Linked DNA regions of Canis lupus: region 2 is linked to region 1. Evidence: chromatin contacts called from public Hi-C data. All regions are on one chromosome and are shown on one strand. The core of a region is the stretch at or near the end of the contact, and the rest is flanking DNA. Distances in the headings are between cores, read along the strand shown.

Region 1 (5,403 bases), core at 843-3,342:
CCTGACTTGCGGCTATATCCCAAAACCCTGAGATTATGACCTGAGTCTGAAGGCCGATGCTTAACTGACTGAGCCACCCAGGTACCCCTAAGGTAGCCCTTTTGTCTTGATTTTTTAGAGGATAAGAAAGCATAGAGTCAGCCCTGAAAAATTCATTATTTAAAAAAAAAAAAAACCCTTCTTTTTATGCCTTTTTGTATATAAGATGTTATTGGCAGATTTTTTTAGGACTCAAGAAAGTACGTTTGCCAGATTTCCAGTCCTGAATCAAGGATCAAATGGTGGAACACTGTTACTCATATCATTGTTTAAGCTAATAGTATAAGGACTTTTAAATTGTTCCAGCTACATTACTGAGTCACTTTAGCATCAAGTGCTGTTTCTAAAGCTCCCGTTGAAGTGTCTCAAAGCAATTGAAGCAATTAGGCTTGGTTGGGCTTGGTTTCAAATTCTGCCAATTTTCAAGCCCTCTTCAAGTTCAGCCTTTAAGCATAATTAATGTTTTAGACACATAATAATATAGATTTATCCCTTCAACTTTGGTTATCTTGAGACATCTTTTCACAGATTGCCTTATGAAGACTTAGGCTTGCTTTCAAATTCTGCTAATTTTTAGGCTCTGATCAAACTAATTTGTAAACATAATTGATCTCTTAGATAATAATACAGATTTATCCCTAGAACTTTGAGAATATTGAGTCCTATCTTTCAATGATGCCTTTATAAAGACGTATTAGGCACTGATGTCTCAGTATTAATTTACAGTTTTATGTAGGCAGTCTCATAGGGATATAATAACTTTAAAAGGACAGAATTGATCAGACTCACATGTATATGATTATGCATCACTATAGATGGTTTCCTAGTAGTTCTTGTTAGTTTTTTCTCAAGCACATTTTAAATACCTAGCATTCAGGGGTGCCTGGATGGCTCAGTCAGTTAAGCATCTGCCTTGGGCTCAGGTCCGGATTCCGGGGTCCTCGGATCGAGCCCCATGTTGGGCTTCCTCCTCAGTGGGGGGTTTGCTTCTCCCTCTCCCTTCGCCCCTCCCCCTGCTTATGCTCTCTCTCTTTCTGTCAAATAAATAAAATCTTTAAAAAAATAAACATAGCATTTATTTTTTTTCTTTTTATATAAATTTATTTTTTATTGGTGTTATACATAGCATTTAGAAGAAAATCTTCTCACCTGAGTATTTTATAACACAGAGCCCATTATATCCTTAGGTCTACAGGCAATTGTTTAATTACTCCAAGGTGTCTCAAGGCCCAACTCTGAACCTGAAGAATATTGTCCTCTGGCCAGAACGATTGTGTTCTAGCTGTGATATGTGAGTTACATAGTTTCAGAATTTGAAACAGGGAGGATGTCTACAATACATGGTTTCAGTGGAGAAAATAGTCAACTTGAAAGTGTTTCACTCATCCATCCTTTAAAAAAAATTAATGCATCCATCCCTCTTAGGAATTTTGTTCCAATTGCCTATTTTTCGCAAGCAGGATAAAACGAAGGAGAGCAAGGTGGTGGAGTGGGCAGGGACTGCACTGTGTTTCCAGCTAGTGGAGGTAGGTCCTTCCTGGGGACTGTTGAAAATGTGTATGTTTTTGAGGGTCACAGTGACAAGGGGCATTGTTGGCATGTGGGAGGTAGTGGCTGGGGTTGATAACTGTCATTGTGCAATGCATGGGACAGTCCCATGCAAAAAAGTATTGACCGAATGCCAGTAGTGGCTTCTGTTGAGAAAATCTGAGATAAGCCTGGGTTTCAGTTTGCAGCTCTGTGAAATGGAAAACATTGCATTTTCCTCATCTGTAAAATTGGAGTGAAAATATGTATTTACAAGATCACTCTGAGCATTGCTGAGGTTGTATGCAAAACAGTAGACACAGGACCAGTACATAGAAGGAACTAGCAAAGAATCATTGGCATCCTTTTTAACCCTCTAGTGGCTTCTCAACCCACTCAGAGTAAAACACAGTGTCCTCACAGTGGCACACAAGGACCTCCTGCTCTCCTGTGAACTCATTTCCTGCCAGTCCCTTCTCTGGCTGTGCTCCAGTTACCCTGGCCTCCTTCCTGTTTCTCAGTCTTTCTGGGAGATCTGCCCTGCTCTGGACCTTCTGCACTTGGTCTGTCTTCTGTGTGGAAGGTCCTTCCCCTGAGTGCATCTACTAGGCTCTCTCCCTTCTTCTTCTGTTCTCTTATCACCTTATCCAAGGGGGGTTTTCCTGATCCATAATATAAAGATAGCAGCCTGGCTGTCTGCAGCCACCCCTTCCCTTCAGATCTTGCTCTTTCCCCTTGCCATCACCCAACATATTCAATATATTTTTGCTTATTGCCTGTCTCTTCCAAGTAGAACATAAGTTTCATGAGAGCAAGGACTCAATTTTGTTCACTGATGTATCCCTAGGTGCTGTGATACCACCAGTGCATAGATGCCCACGAATATTTTCTGAATAAATAAAAGTGAAAATAGCACAGGAAAAGGGCACATTGTGGTTGATCATAATTGGTGGGTACATATGCTGTTTGTGTTTATAATAAAGTTATACTTTTCTGCTAGTTTAATAGTTTTTCATCCAGATGATGGAATTAATTATTCACTAGAATCTCCCTGTCTAAACATTTTGACAGACATTACAAGAGATAGTGGATATCAGGTTGTCTAAGAATCAGATTTCTCTGTTCCCCTCCTTCACTTTTAATTGAGGAAAGCATGAGACTTTTTATTTTTCTATAAGATGGCTTTAAGAGTATGATGATGTGATTTTCTCTGAGTATATGTTTTTATATTGGTTGCAAATCTGTAGAAGTCATCAATAAAATTGTCCATAGCATATTAGAATTATTGAGTTGTCCTGTATTTTTGTAGGAGGTATAATTGTTCTTTGAAAAGGCAATAGGTTTCTGTTGACATAGGGTTGGCTTGAGCTTATGAATGCTTTGAAAGATTATGTTATGAAAGAAACTACTGGCTTAGTGTTTTGAAAATAGGGCAATGAGAAACTGTATTGATGTTTATTTAAAAGATAGATATTATTTTTTAAAAGATAGATATTTGTGTATAAGTTTCTTCTTACTTTTGAGAGGTACAGCCATATTTCTCAAAGATTTTGCTTTGTGGGGGCACCTGGATGGCTCAGTCACTTCAGTGTCTGCCTTCAGCTCAGGTCGTATTCTCAGGGTCCTGGGATTGAGCCCCATGTCAGGCTCTCTGCTTAGCGGGGAGTTTGCTTCTCCCTCTCCCTCTTCTTCTGTGTTCTCTCTCTCCACCTCTCAAAAATAAAACCTTTAAATAAAATAAATATTTTGCTTTGTATTCTGAAATATTTATATCAATTTGGTGGCTGACCGGTATATACAGTTTGTTAAACATGCTCTGTTTCACACCAGAAATGGTGTAGGAAGATATGTATAAGGCCTTCTTTGCTCTGAATTAATGTCCGTCTTTGGGCTTACCTTTCTGTTACATTTTTATATCCTAATATGGCTGCTGCAATATGCTGTTTACTCAAGAGAGATATGATTTTTACTGGAAATTAACATCTTCTTCTAATTCTATCCCCCATCAGTAATGTTCTAAAGATAGTTTAGATGTTCTGCTTCTGCTGGTAATTCCTAGATGAGGAAACCTTTAAATGTGAAAATAATGTTAGGCAGGACATTTGAGGTTTGGCAGTTGTTTGCAATGTAGATACCAGGTAAGAGATCGGTGTGTGTGGTTTAATATGAGGTCATTAAACTCAAGTATGTGAAGAAGTAAATTACTTTCTCTTAACACTTGGTGTGTATTGTTTATTGGACAATGCTTGATTTAAAATTTTTTTATTCACTTGTTTATTAGTGCTTGACTTTTAAAATTTGGGTCTCTAACTCCATGGCAGATTAAGAAATATTCTGATAAGGGAATCAAGACAATTGTGTGTGAGTGTGTGTAAGCACACACATATGCATGTATGCACTGGCAAATGGTGGGGAGCAATTTCGTCAAGAGATAATTATTGATTGAACACTGTAGCCAGAGAAGCATGTGCCTTTAGCAAGAAGATCACATCCATCTACCTCAAGTGTCCTCAGCTTGGCCTACATCTGTCTTCCCCTTCAGCCTAATTTTATCTGTTGCCTTTAAGTTTTCCTTTCCTACAACCTTCACGACTTACCCAGTCAGGCTTTCTTTCCCCTCCTGCCCCCACAGCAAGTCATACCAAGATTACCAATAAGCTCCATTGCGCCACAAGGATGCTTTCGGGACTAGTGTTATCTGCAAGCAGCTCTTCATGCTCTTGACCACTTCCTCTATAAAATACCCTTCCTTTATCTTCTCTGTTTTGGTGTCTAGTTGTCATAAGGTGGCACCACCCCCCCCTTTTGTTTTTCATTCTCTTTGGCTATATCTTTTTAATGTCCTTTTGCAAGTTTATCTTGCTCTAAAAGACTCTTCACTGCTGGAGTTCCTTCAGGCTCATGCCATCTTTCCATTTCATATTCTTTTTTTTTTTTTTTTTTTTACAGTATTTAGTTTGGATTGGCCACATAACTAGTGCTTTGTGGCTTATAGTTTTATTTTATTTTTATTTTTTAAAGATTTTATTTATTTATTCATGACGGAGAGAGAGAGAGGCAGAGACACAGGCAGAGGGACAAGCAGGCTCCATGCAGGGAGCCTGATGCGGGACTCGATCTTGGGTCTCCAGGATCACAGCCCAGGCTGAAGGCAGCGCTAAACCACTGAGCCACTGGTGCTGCCCCATTTCACATTCTTCTTGACAAACTTAACCATCACTGTGCCAACAGTTGAATGCCAGTCTCTCCAAAATCTTGTCTTTAGACCTGATCTCTCAGCTTCACAGTCATCTACTCTGCTACCAATATGGCTTTTCCAGTGAACTTCTGAAACACAGAAACCAAGACTGATCGCACAATATGCAGTTGTGAGTGAATAGCCCTAGTAGTTTTTAATTGGGCTGGACTCAATCCTGATATACTCCTTCCTCTCATTCCTTTTATTGAGTTCTGTTAACTCAGCGTCATTACTGTTACTCAGTACAAGAAAGGTACTGAAAAGAAAAGAAGAAAGCTTTTCTTTACTGATAAAACAAGAAGACAGAAGAACATAGATCTAAGCAACACAGTCAATCAGCTTCAATTAATTGACATATATAGAATCCAAGAACTGCAGAATTGACTATAAATTGGGCCATAAAAAAGCCCCCATTAGCAGAAGAATGAAAACATATGGATTTTCCTTTCTGACTTAATTCTTAGGAATTAAGATAGAAATAAATAGCATGAAGATAACCTGACAATCCCATTTCTTTTTTAGAATTAAGTACTATGCCTCTAAAACAAAACAAAACAAAACAAAACAAAACCCTATGTATCATATGGAAGAACTTAAGA
Region 2 (5,996 bases), core at 2,375-4,874, 34 kb before region 1:
GCTTTACAGAGGAAGGGATTGTGGTGAGAGATGAGGAGGTGTGACCTTAGATTTCTGTCTCTTTAGATGTTTCACTTTCTGCAGCATTTAATGATTGAAAATGCTGTTAGTCATTTTTTTTCAACTTGTGGTTGGGCTTTAGGAACCACAGAACAGGAACCCCATTGTGGCGGGAGTTGGATGTAAAAACCTTTTTTGTGTGTGGGTTCAGTTACTATTTTAATTCTGTTGTATTAAGTGGCAGTTGGCTTCCAAGATACGGTTGTTATTTCTCCTATTTACTGATCTTTCCCTCCTTCGTGTATCTTTTATTTTCCCTCTGGTTTCCTTCCTTCTCTAAGGCTAGAAATGCAGCCTGCAGGGAGACCCCGGTGGAAAAAGTCTAAATTTGCCATAGGCCTCAGGTAACTCTGCTTTGACGCTGCTTGTTTCATAATCGTCAGCCGTGTTATTTCATGGTTCTTTATTATTTTTTAAAGGTCTTATTTATTTTTTTATTCATGAGGGACCCAGAGAGAGACAGAGGCAGAGACATAGGCAGAGGGAGAAGCAGGCTCCCTGCAGGGAGCCTGTTGCGGGACTTGATCCCAGGATCTTGGGATCACAGCCTGAGCCAAAGGCAGATGCTCAACCGCTGAGCCACCCTGGTGCCCCAGTTTCTTGGTTCTGAGGCTCATTTTCCTCATCTTAAACCATGGATATTATAAACTGTTTCACGGGTTTGTGAAAATTAAATGTGATCCCGTGTTATATGCTGAACCCAGAAATCAGTGAGCGGTTTTGTTCATTTACTGGAAGCTGCTACTCTAAGTATTCTTCTCATGAAAGTGGCAGCTTTGCCTCTGCCCGAGTTCTCATGTGTTCGAAATGTTTTTTTTTTTTTTTCCTGGTCCTCTCCATTTCTTACCATATCATTATTATCATTAGCCAACGTTTAATAGGTGCGGAGCATTGGCCTAGATACCGTGGTAAGTACTTTAGGAAAAGCATTTAATTACTTCTCAGAATCTATAGGATAGATAGCTATTATTTGAATCTCAATTTCTTTTTTTTTTTTTTTTATGTATGCTATTTATTGGGCCACTTGAATCTCAACACTGGAACCAAGTAAGAAATATAATTTGGGAACAAAGGATATATGAATAAAGAGGCTCTCAGATGACTAGGGCAGACAGATCTATGTTTTGGGGATATTACAGTAGGCTGTGGCTGTGGGGGATTTTTACCTTAGTGGTTTTCTTCAGCTTACAGTGGCTTTGTACATGCCATGCATATGACTGTTTTTATTTTTATTTTTTATTTTTTTTAATTTATTTTTTATTGGTGTTCAATTTACTAACATACAGAATAACCCCCAGTGCCCGTCACCCATTCATTCCCACCCCCCACCCTCCTCCCCTTCTACCACCCCTAGTTCGTTTCCCAGAGTTAGCAGTCTTTACGTTCTGTCTCCCTTTCTGATATTTCCCACACATTTCTTCTCCCTTCCCTTATATTCCCTTTCACTATTATTTATATTCCCCAAATGAATGAGAACATATAATGTTTGTCCTTCTCCGACTGACTTACTTCACTCAGCATAATACCCTCCAGTTCCATCCACGTTGAAGCAAATGGTGGGTATTTGTCATTTCTAATGGCTGAGTAATATTCCATTGTATACATAAACCACATCTTCTTTATCCATTCATCTTTCGTTGGACACCGAGGCTCCTTCCACAGTTTGGCTATCGTGGCCATTGCTGCTAGAAACATCGGGGTGCAGGTGTCCCGGCGTTTCATTGCATTTGTATCTTTGGGGTAAATCCCCAACAGTGCAATTGCTGGGTCGTAGGGCAGGTATATTTTTAACTGTTTGAGGAACCTCCACACAGTTTTCCAGAGTGGCTGCACCAGTTCACATTCCCACCAACAGTGTAAGAGGGTTCCCTTTTCTCCGCATCCTCTCCAACATTTGTTGTTTCCTGCCTTGTTAATTTTCCCCATTCTCACTGGTGTGAGGTGGTATCTCATTGTGGTTTTGATTTGTATTTCCCTGATGGCAAGTGATGCAGAGCATTTTCTCATATGCATGTTGGCCATGTCTATGTCTTCCTCTGTGAGATTTCTGTTCATGTCTTTTGCCCATTTCATGATTGGATTGTTTGTTTCTGTGCTGTTGAGTTTAATAAGTTCTTTATAGATCTTGGAAACTAGCCCTTTATCTGCTATGTCATTTGCAAATATCTTCTCCCATTCTGTAGGTTGTCTTTGAGTTTTGTTGACTGTATCCTTTGCTGTGCAAAAGCTTCTTATCTTGATGAAGTCCCAATAGTTCATTTTTGCTTTTGTTTCTTTTGCCTTCGTGGATGTATCTTGCAAGAAGTTACTATGGCCGAGTTCAAAGAGGGTGTTGCCTGTGTTCTTCTCTAGGATTTTGATGGAATCTTGTCTCACATTTAGATCTTTCATCCATTTTGAGTTTATCTTTGTGTATGGTGAAAGAGAGTGGTCTAGTTTCATTCTTCTGCATGTGGATGTCCAATTTTCCCAGCACCATTTATTGAATCTCAATTTCTTAAAGGCAAAGTGGAAATGCAGAGGCATTAAGTGAACTCCCGGGTTTATGCAATCAGTTGCCAAGCCAGGATTTGGTGAGGTCTTCCTGACTCGGGAGCCTATGCTCTAAGCCACCGATGACTTCCATTAAACTCTCCAGCTCCGAGGCCACCCACTCCCGCAACCGTAGGCCGCCAGGTGTGTCCCACACCCAGGTTAGCCGCTCTTACTCTTGTATCGAATTTCCACTGTTTCGTGGGGGTGGAGGAGTGTGTAGTCCTGACCTCCCGGGAGGCAGGGATCAGACCCTGCACAAGCTCCTCCTAAACCACCCAGCGCCTCGCGGGGCGGACTCCGCACGCAGCAGATACCCACCCCTCCATCGAGGGTAAAAGCAACTGAGCAGGCAGAGATCCAGGGTAAATAAAGTGCGGGAAGAGAAGAGCAGGAAGAGGAGAGGGAGGGGGAAGACAGGGAAGGCAAAAGGGCAAGTATCTGCGAACGCCTCAGTACCGGCCATCGGCCATCGGCCATCGGCCATCGGCGCCAGGCATCTCTGAGGGTCCCCGAGGGCGAGTGGAAATCCGGCCTCATCTTCCCAGACCAGGACCAAGGCTCCCAAACGAGGAGCTCATCGCGGGGGGAGGGTGGGGGCGCCTGCACCCACAGTCGCGCGCACGGGGCACGGGCTTAGAGCGGGGCCTGATGCGGTGGCTGAGACGCGGGCTGCGCTCTCCCCGCCGAGCCGCCCCCCGAGCGTCGGGTCCGGCGAAGGCACAGCCCTCGGCGGCGGTCAGTGGGCAAGCCGCACGCGCCCTCCTCGCCCACTCTGAACTCCGCTCCCAGGGCGCCCGCCCGCCGGGGCACGTCCTCCACCGCCCTCTCCTCGGGAGCCGGGCACGGCCGCCGCGGAAGGCGCTCAGGGCGAGGCGGCTCTTAGGTGACGCGCGGCCGCCCCCGCCCCCGCCCCCGGGAGGCGGGGCTGGGAGCGGGGCCCCAGGGAGCCGGCGGCCGCGGCCCCGCCCCCGCCCCCGTCCCCGCCCCCGCCCCGCCGCGTCCCGGCGGCTCCTGCGCGTGCGAGCGGCGGCCGCGGCGGGCCGGCAGGGGAGGGCGGCGCGCCGGACCCTCGGCAGCCCCGCGGGGCGCACGCCGGACAGGTGAGGGCGGCGCCGGGCTCACCTGGCAGGTGCGCGCGGGAGGGGCGCGGGGGTCGCCGCCGGCCCCCCCCAGGACGGGCGTCTGCTCACCATCGAGGTGAGGACTTTGGGGGACCCTGAGGGTTCAGGATGGGAATTCGGTGAAGCCCCTTCCCGGGAGCCGCGGGTTCAGGGATGCACAAAGGTGTGCGGGAGCCGGGTGTCCTGGAGAGCGCACGGAGGGCTGGCAGCCCGCCCCAGGAATTCTTGGCTCCTTTAGAGACACACCGTTGGTGTCCTCGGGGCGCAGTGCGGTCACCGCCACCGCCACCGCCACCGCCGGGACGTCCTCCGTAGAAGTTAGACCCTCATTTGGAATGTGATGCGCTCCCCTCGTGGAGACCTGGAGGTTCAGCTTGGGTTCCTCGCGCAGACCTGGGCGCAGCGGCACAGGAGCAGAAAGCCTTGGGATGATTGTGTAGGTGACAGAGTGTCTTGCACATTAAAGAAGAAAAACAAAAAACAAAAAAATAAACCCAAAACACCAAAACCCAATACGGGGTGATAGTGGTGGTGAACTTGAAAGGCGATTGCTTCCGCATTTGTCCATTTGTCAAGCAGATGGGGCGCTGATGGCTTTTAGAGATGGTTGGGTTTCCGGAAAGGGGTGAGAATACCTGAAGGAACTTCTGTGCGACGTCTGAGGGTGTCAGCGGTGCAGGCACTTACGTAAGTGTGGACTGGAGGTTACCTTGGCAGGGGCCACTCAGAGTTACCCAACGGCTTCCAGGTGAACCTTGGAACTTTACAAAACCTGCTTCCCAACCCACTGAATGGGCAAACAGGTCTGTGGATTATGATTTACATTAGCGTTCATTTTTCTCTTGGGTCAGCAGCATTTCAATTCAATAAATATTTGTTGTATGCCTTTTGAGGAGGAACCTCTGCGAGAGCCGGATTGGTGTGCTTGTTTGGTAGCACAGGTGTTGATACAAAGGGGGCATTCAGGGCACTCGTTCTCCACACAGGTGGGTGCTCCAAGAGAACAGTGGCACGGCGGCATCTCTTTAATCTAGGGTAAAATGCATTTAAATGCAGGGAGAATGTGTGTCTTTGAAGAGTAGCCTTCATTAGCCTAGTCTGCCATCCAAACTGACTAGGACTACAAAATCATCTTTAAAATAAAGTTATTAGGAATCCATCCTGTACCACCCACTTTATGCTGGGCACTTTATCTTGTTACATAAAATATACAAGATAGATGGCATTCCCCGTGCACAGGTGAAAATCCAGACAGGGAGGAACCCAGCAGTTTGCTCAAGGTAATTAGTAAACCTGAGAGCTAAAGCTGGATATTTCTGAGTGCAAAACCCACGTTTTTTTCACTATTCCATGGTGCCGTGAGACATACAGTGTAAATCTGGCATATTTAATGAAAAATAATTCAAATTTATATTCATAAAGCAATCCATGTCAGTACAAGTGACCGTTATGAATAAAATGAGTATTGCTTTCATTCTGTATGTGTGGCTAAACGATGAACTTGTCTGGGACAAGAAGATGAACAGCTGGTTCCAAATATAAAATTTATTGTCTTTCTTCACTTTTTTTTAAGGACCCAGTTTATCCAAGTGGGATAAATCAGTAAAACTCTCTAAGTACACATTCCTTGTGTGTAACACATTGAAGTAACAGTTAATTTTCATATTGTTCATATCCTTTAACATATTTCAGCTTGATTCCATTTCTTCCAGATGAATAGAAGCCCCTGTTGTTGCCTAGAAAGGACTTTGTGTATGTGTGTGTGAATCTATAATCATGCATGAATGTATATAACACTTATTTTAAAAGATATATCTATTTTTCCTTATATCTATCTCTAGAAGTGTAGGGTACTGCAGTACACTTATTTGGGAAGGAATCCTAATATTCTTAATTTAGCCTTTGAGTGAATGATTCATGACAACTGATTACTTCTTTAGAGTCCTGTAAACTGCAAAAGTGATTTTCAAACTATAATTATCATACTGTGAAGAGTGAGAATGAAAATAGTCCTTAGAATTTTAAATAATATTTCCTGACATGGAGAGCACTTGTTTTCTTAAACCCTTCCTTATAATTGTTAGTAATTATGAATTGAAGGGTTTCATAATTAAATTATTTTAAGATATTGAAAAAAAAAGTGTCTTCTTTGGAGGAAGAGAGGCTTTTTGCCTGTGTTGGGAAGATCAGGTAAGATACATTCTGCGTGGGTTGTGTCTGGCACAATTTTTATCTTCTCTGTCTTCATTTGACAGTGCAATCAACAATACACCTTGAACT

Evidence for each region. Hi-C and Micro-C count contacts between places; a contact is called where the count stands out from the background.
Region 2: a contact with region 1 is called in a Hi-C map of blood, with 2.2 times the contacts expected there. The contact joins the promoter of MCTP2 here to the enhancer-like site in region 1. A contact is called at or near these places in 2 of 9 Hi-C or Micro-C datasets (both in blood).

The regions. Positions count from the first base shown.
Region 1 is chr3:46,532,325-46,537,727 of UU_Cfam_GSD_1.0, reverse strand. All of the region lies in intron 1 of MCTP2 (multiple C2 and transmembrane domain-containing protein 2), which reads left to right. Among named protein-coding and RNA genes, the nearest start is that of MCTP2, 35 kb to the left of the region's middle. Within about 2 kb of position 2,092, at least 3 of the 20 cell types and tissues checked have an H3K27ac peak or open chromatin away from gene starts, as enhancers often do. A contact at or near this core is called in blood, where this site is marked.
Region 2 is chr3:46,567,382-46,573,377 of UU_Cfam_GSD_1.0, reverse strand. It overlaps MCTP2 (multiple C2 and transmembrane domain-containing protein 2), which reads left to right and starts at 3,624. Exons shown (of 23, transcript XM_038532734.1): 1 at 3,624-3,695.